Linked DNA regions of Mus musculus: region 2 is linked to region 1. A link is a contact called in public ChIA-PET data. All regions are on one chromosome and are shown on one strand. The core of a region is the stretch at or near the end of the contact, and the rest is flanking DNA. Distances in the headings are between cores, read along the strand shown. Region 1 has its middle 120 kb from the start of Gm40750. Region 2 has its middle 25 kb from the start of Gm40750.

Region 1 (3,731 bases), core at 894-3,393:
TAGAAAGAAAATGACTAACCAGATCTTGCCAAGGACCAACCCAAAGACTCAAAACCAATCTCTTGACTTGCTTACAACAAAACCAATCAGGTAGAGATTGACTTCAGTATTTTAGCAGTTCCCTAAATAAACCTCTCATTATGAAAACTGTAGTTTGTTGCCCTAAGTTGCCCATTTTGAGCTATCTATGAACAATTACCTACTGAAAATGAGCCTGAGGCTGGTGGAGGCTGGGAGTAGACACTAGAAAACTTTCTCAACTAGAAAAGAGTGCAATGTATGAAATGTTGGTGACAGAAAAAAATGAAGTGGGTAGTCATGCTGTCCCATGTCACATTGGCTTCTTGTTCTCATCTCTCTGTTAATACCCACCTAAAGCCAAAAGTAGGAGTCATTATAGCTCAAGTGTGAGGCTTAGGTACCCCAAGAAACCTAAGGACTGTGCTTGTCATTCAAATTTGATGGGCAGTTATCAGAGAACAATCAACTTCCTGATGACCTTTGAGTATAATGTACTCAGAGGCATTGAAAGGACAGGATTGGTTTCCTTAAGGGTTCATATTGAGCTTTCTGACAAGATTCAGCTCTGTCAGGCTAGGCGTTTTCTCTCCCCTTTACAATCTATCTTTTTTCTTTTTTGAGATTGCTTTTTCTGTCATCCCCCTTTACAAAGTCTGACAAAGATGATTGCTCCATGATAGATTTCATTTATATTCCCTAATATCTACTTCTCTTTCACTTTGAGTTAGATGTGAGATTACACTTTCCATGGTCTGCTGAGGTTTTATGTGAAAATGTGATCGTGTGACCAGTGCCGGCTAAGGTAAAGTGAACGACACTCTGGACCAATGCTTTCTTAGCTTGAGTTGTGCTTGCCTTCCTTCTAATCTCTTGCTATTAGAACCCCTGAAACCTGGATATTTAATGCCATCATCACAAGGCAGTAATCCCTATGTGATGGTACAAAGCGAAGCACTTTAGGGGACCAGGAATGTAAAAGAAAGTTTAAGGTGGTTACTACAGCCTAATCTAGACTATAATGTCACATACAAAAGAGTGAAGAACATTGCCCAGCCCAACATCATAAAAATGATGGCACTATAACTCATTTAACATGCATTCCTTAAGCTCTTGCAATGAAAACTAGGATCTAAGGTGGGAGGATGGAGAAAGGAGAATTCTGTTGACTACAAAGAGCTCATTGTTAAACTGAAAAGGGAGAGAAAGTAATAATTTTATGAACACTTAATATGGAATAGAAGATTTGAAGGATCTTTGTCTAACCAGTATGCAGGTAAAACTTAGGAAACTGGTCCTGCCCGGTTCTTAATGTCGTCACTTCAAAAATTAACATGACCTATTTGCATGACTGTGTGTGCCTAGGCAACCTCTTAAAATGGAACGAAAACTTGATTTCTCTCTTTTAAAATACTGGATTGTGATTGATAGCCAAAAGTGGGCGTGTCTATGTACTCCAAATTCTTGGCAAAAACAACCTCCCAGGCAGTAGCTAGTGACAGACCTCTGGCCTTGCTGCTACAAGTTAGAAACAATGGAAAAGGAACCACTTCCCTGAAGCCCAGACTCCTGAAATGTCAGCCATTCTACAGATGTCTCTTTAGGTACAACGGGTCAGGAATTGAACTAGGTTCCTGGGTTGGACCAGTGAACAGAGCATGCTCCTAACCTCATTCCACAAGCCAACAGATACGGAGTACTACTGCTATTTGTTGCACAATTGCAAGTATTTAAAGAGCTATCAAAGAGATTTCTCTGGACCAAGCTGCGGATGGACCACTACCGGTCTTTGTATGGCGATACTGAGATTAATTAACTAAATTGAATTCAGATGAACCTAGAAGACAAAATGAAGATTACCTTTAAAGGGGACTGTGAATTAAACAGAAGTCCCTAGGATAAAATCAGTTCTCCATAAATCCTAGCTATTCAACAGTGGCATGGAAATGTTTGCTTGTGGGATAAAAAACAGCCCTCCGTGCTGAGGGAGGGGACCGGCTGTTTTTACCATATACTAGTTCTTGCTTTACCCGAGTCACTTCTCTATAAATATGAAAACACTGTGCTGGCGCTTCACAGTTGTGTTTTTATGTTTCCTCTGACATCTCTCGAGTCAGCCGTAGGGGGAAGCCCCTTCCTTCCTGCCTGCTTTGTTTTGGTTTTGTGTTTCATACCTTTCCTGGCAACAGGGTCAGTGTAGTTCTCTGGTTACCATAGAATCCAGCTTGCCCTCCTAAGCGAATGTCCCAGGGAAATCAGCAAAGTACAGGAAGAGACACACTAAAAGTCCCTCACGCTCGCCCGCCCGGATTGAGTCAACGGGCACATTCCATTCACACTCGTCCAAAGGGCTTCTAGGTGGGGTCCAAGCTAATATGAGTGGCAGCTTCCAAGTTTTATTGCTTCAAATTCCATGATCTGTCAAATTGGTTTTTTATCTTTCTTTGCAAGATTGTAAGCAGTTTAAATGAGTCTCTTTATTTTACTATTCTTTCATTTGCTGACTAACTCCTTTATTGCTTCTTAAATGAACTCTGTGGCACTTTTAACTTATTCCCCAGCAAAAGGGAATTGGAAAAACGTTCTTGGAGAAAATGGTAAATAGAATACAGAGTAAGAGCGAAAAACAGACTCCATTAAGAGTGAGCATCGATGGGGAGAATGAAAACCTGAGCAGATATTCAGCAACGAGCCATCAAGAGCTGAGATTAAAGCAATGCAGATTGCACGTGCAAAAAAACATGCATTTCTAGAGACGGGAAAAAAACTCGCACTTTCTCAGACCATATTTTGTATAATCCACTAATAACCTTCCAAAGAAACTTTTTTTTGTTATTCTTATATTTTGAATGGCGAAATAGAAATGAAAGGGGTCACAAAACCAGAAAGCACTTTTTACAGGGCTCCAAATCCCTCAAGAAAAAAAAAATAATAACATTTTTTGTTATTTCACTGCCTTATGAAATCAATTAGAACTTGATAGCCTCTCGGGGAGATTAAATTTTTTTAAAAATACAAAAGAAAGGACAATGGGGTCACAATGGGGACACGGCACAAATGCAAAGTTACAAAGAGACAGAAGCACATGGAAAAAACAAAACAAAAAAAAAAAAAAACAAGATTCTTTGTTCCATTTTCCGTGCAGAGGATGGTGCCCTGACATTCAGGGAACCAGCTCTGTGCTTTCTCTTGGTGAAGAAAACATAAAGTTCCCTGGAACAGGCCTGGGGTTAGTAGACACTGTGTCCTGCTACAATAGCAATAGCCATCGATAAACAACCACTCACAACTTTCTGTCTTGGTTAAGCTGTTATCTTCGTCTGTAAAAGGCAACGTGGGCTTTTTTTGCGGTGCTTTTAAAAGAAAACAGTCTGCCTTTGATGGAATGTCATCTTTAAACTTTGCTTAGGAGTGTGAAGGCATTCTGTCAATATCTTGGAAACGAAATCTCTGAGAAGCAGGTTTCTGGCCCTAAGTTACATTATTTACCATTGACTTTTTTTTTTCTTGTCTACAAAGCAAGTGGGGATTGCAAGTAAGTTCCCTTTCAAAGAATTTCAGAGCTTTTCATCACTAACATCTGAGTATATGACTTAGGAAAATGCAGAACTGCAACACTTGTATAAATTATTTAATGGGAAAGTGCCAATCACTAAAGCATGTCATTCAGTAAAGCACAAGATCACGAATTTTCTAGGTCATATACTGGCCTT
Region 2 (3,476 bases), core at 886-3,385, 98 kb after region 1:
CTACTCCTCTGGCTCCAGTCTTCATAGAACTACCAGATTGTTTAAAATGTGAATCTAGTTTTATCTCTTGTTTAAAATATGTCTGTGATCTTCATGGTATCTAGAATAGTAACCACATTCTTCACCAAAGCTGTCAATTTTTGTGGCCTTATCTCTTTAGAACTTCCTAGCAATGAGGCCTACAGTCTATTCCCTATCATTTTCTGAATGTGTCATGCATGTCCTATGGGACCACTGACCAAGCTGTATTTCCTTTCTAGAATACTTATCACCTCCCCCTTTCCTTCCCCATCACACTTATATAACACTTTTATGAGACACAAATACTGTTCAGATTCCTTCAAAATGTAGACTCCTGTTTTTGTCCTCTCAACCTTAGAAAGGATCAAGGATAGCACCGTTGGAGGAAATTGAGAGACCGAGAGGTTGAGTAACTTGCCTAAGGTTATGTGCAGTCATGGACACACCCGAGGCTTGAGAGAACCAGATTGCCTGGATGTTGAATCTACACATTTATCAACCACATTCTCAGCCTCTCCTTCATCTCAGTAAATACATTACTTTTTAAAAGCTCAGCCCATGAGCCAGTCCTTCCTGGAAGCCTTCAGAGATTTCTCAGTCTCAATTAGCATCTGGGTTTATTTTTGTCTCAGCACTTAGGGGCACTGTACAATTGAAGTCCATTTTCTTGTCTTAGAAACTTAAGGAAGGGAGACATATTTTATATCCCCAAGCTTAACACAATGCCTAGCAAAAGAAAAGAAATAGTCATATGTTGTTAAACAACCACAATGAGGAAAAAAAAAAAAGCAAGAAATACCCAAGGGATTAAAATATGTGGATGCACGGGAAATGCAGAAAGCATTACCTGTGCAGAATCTGATGGGGCTCTTCAGTTGAGGCCTTATGACCTGGCCTATCTATCTAATATCAGAAATAAACTTTAGAATCATCTGACAAATACTACAAATCCTCATGAGAATTCAAGTTAAACACATGACTTGACATTTATTTGTTTAATCTGCTCAATAGATTTTTTTTTCCTGTGTCAACCATGAAAGCTAAAACTATTTCTAGGCCTTTCATCTTAGATCAGCTTTCCCTTAATTTCTACACTCCAAAATGTTGAACAAAAACATGCCCCTTTTTGTGGTTGGAAAGTTGGGCTTTACATAGAACTTTCAACACACAATTGTCAGCACCTGATTAGGGTCATTCTCAAGCCCGGGACTTTTCTTCCTTCCTTAAATAGGTCTTCTAGATGAATCATCGCTAGCCACTCTATGATTATGCCGAGACCAGATACACAGCTTATAAAGAACAGCACACGCTGTGGTCCTTGCATCAGTCTGTGCTCTGATTCAGGCAGATTTCATTTTCATTCAATAAAAAAATTAGAATGAATCGTCTGCAGGAGTTTGAGCCATCGGTTTCTGCTATGGGAGCAAGGAAACAAGAGTTGGCGAAAGCGCACATCCACCCATTTCCAGCTTATTAGCATTTCTGATTCGGAGATGAATTTGGTGGAAAAGGACGTAGATGGGACCTTTATGATACCAATTAAATTATTTTCTGTGCTCCATGTCATTAACAAAACCACATATACATTTCGTCATCTAACACTGAAGTAGAGCCTTGTTAACTATTTGACAACATACTCATACTCATGCCTATTTATTCACTGGATGGATTTAAGGAAATGTAACATTTTGGTGATCAATAAGGGTTTCTTGTCATAGGTACATACATGGTCCTGAGTATTAATATGAAAAAGTCTCATATCCTTTTCCCTGGATGAGGCTAAGAACAAACAAACAAGATGGAAAGAAGGAAAGTCCTCAAATCTGCCATGCTGCATAACATTAAAGTAGATAGAAGAGATAGTATCTAAGAGATAGTAGACAGTGTGTAGATAGTGCATATTCTTGCCTTTAATCTGTCTCTCGAATGACATCCAAAGTGTATGAAACCATGACCCTGTGTTTCTACAATTGAAGGCTATTTCCTGAGCAGCCGCAGACACACAGAGAAAGTTCCCACACAGCTGAAGCATTCAGAAGGAGGGGGAGAGCATCCTGAGCTAGACTTGCCTCTGGTAGGGTTTCAGACACATTGCTCCTCCAGAGCAAGACAGAAGCTACCCCTTTCTGAGTCGTTCTAGCATCCTCTGACTATGGTTTTGTACAACTGTTTCCACCTCTATCTCCTGAGGAAAGACATCAAAAGAAAACAAAGCTCTGACACAGGGAACCATCAGAGCCAACAAAGAACAATGCCCCCCCCCCCCCTCCTACCACAGGCAGCAGGAAACAGAAGAGTGAGCTGTAAAGTATGCTAAGCCAATTACGAGGAATGGGAGGAGACACTGGGCAGGGGAAGTAAAATCAGCCCAAGCTGGGCCAGCAGACATGGCTCAGGGAAGAGGCTGCCCATGGAGGCAGTCCCTCATAAAAAAGAAAAATGGAATTCGAAGAAAGAGATTTTTTATCATGCTTTTTCTTTATGCTGAGGGATGTTATCCATATTACAGTGAAATATGAAATATGAACCCTCCTTCATATCCCTCCTCCACCAACATACCCCATGAGGAAAATTTTGAGAGTTATGTGTTCCCTTAGCCTTTTTTTCTGAGAAATGCAAGTAAATTATTTACTACATTCTGAAATTGCTACTGACAGCTGGGTTCCTTTGCTCACAGCACTGTTCTGGATCAAAATTCAGGGATGGCTGCTTCATGAACAATGCAAATCCTTGCAAAAACAAAACAAAATAAAACAAAAAAAACACTAGGACAACCAACTTTGCCACCACTTCCCATGGGTTTGAACTTTTTGAATACTTTGTAGAATTCAGTCATGTCTTTAGACCGATTCCCTCTACACTCCAAGAACATCTTAATCCATCATCGTTTGTTATTATTTTGTCTTTGTCATACATAACTTACTACACCATTGAAGAAAAGTCTTTCTTCTTTGTATTCCAGGCTGTAATTGACCAAACTTCCAGGAAGCGAGTGGATACTTCATCAGGTGATGCATAAGCCAACCCGTTTAAAGATGCAGATGATGTTCTACTAATTAAAACATGATTTTCAAAATGGAAAAGCTAGGTGTACTGGCTGCTTTTGTGTGTCAACTTGACACAAGTTAGATTCATCAGAGAGGAGGGAGCCTCAGTTGAGGAAATGACTCCATGAGATCCAGCTATAAGGCATTTTCTCAATCATTGATCAATGCGGGAGGGCCCAATCCATTGTGAGTGGTGCCATTCCCTGGGCTGGTAGATCTGGGTTCTAGAAGAAAGCAGGCTGAGTAATCTATGTGAAGCAAACCAGGAATCTGCACTCCTCCATGGCCTCTGCAGCAGCTCCTGCTTCTAGGTTCTACTCCCTCTTGAGCTCATCTCCTGACTTTCTCGAATGATGGAGTATGCTCTAGAAGTATAATAAACCCTTTTTTCCCCAAGTTGCTTTTTGG

The links. ChIA-PET counts read pairs in DNA pulled down with a chosen protein or histone mark.
Region 2: an RNA polymerase II ChIA-PET map of memory CD8 T cells shows a contact between it and region 1, with 1,177 read pairs. The contact joins two enhancer-like sites. A contact is called at or near these places in 8 of 484 Hi-C or Micro-C datasets (CD4 T cells, CD8 T cells, cardiomyocytes and 4 more) and 4 of 115 datasets of contacts at active chromatin or transcription factors (CD8 T cells, effector CD8 T cells, heart atrium and 1 more).

The regions. Positions count from the first base shown.
Region 1 is chr10:98,682,183-98,685,913 of GRCm38.p6, forward strand. No RefSeq gene overlaps it. Among named protein-coding and RNA genes, the nearest start is that of Gm40750, 120 kb to the right of the region's middle. Within about 2 kb of position 2,144, at least 156 of the 459 cell types and tissues checked have an H3K27ac peak or open chromatin away from gene starts, as enhancers often do. A contact at or near this core is called in CD8 T cells, effector CD8 T cells, memory CD8 T cells and 1 more, where this site is marked.
Region 2 is chr10:98,779,911-98,783,386 of GRCm38.p6, forward strand. No RefSeq gene overlaps it. Among named protein-coding and RNA genes, the nearest start is that of Gm40750, 25 kb to the right of the region's middle. Within about 2 kb of position 2,136, at least 72 of the 459 cell types and tissues checked have an H3K27ac peak or open chromatin away from gene starts, as enhancers often do. A contact at or near this core is called in CD8 T cells, effector CD8 T cells, memory CD8 T cells and 1 more, where this site is marked.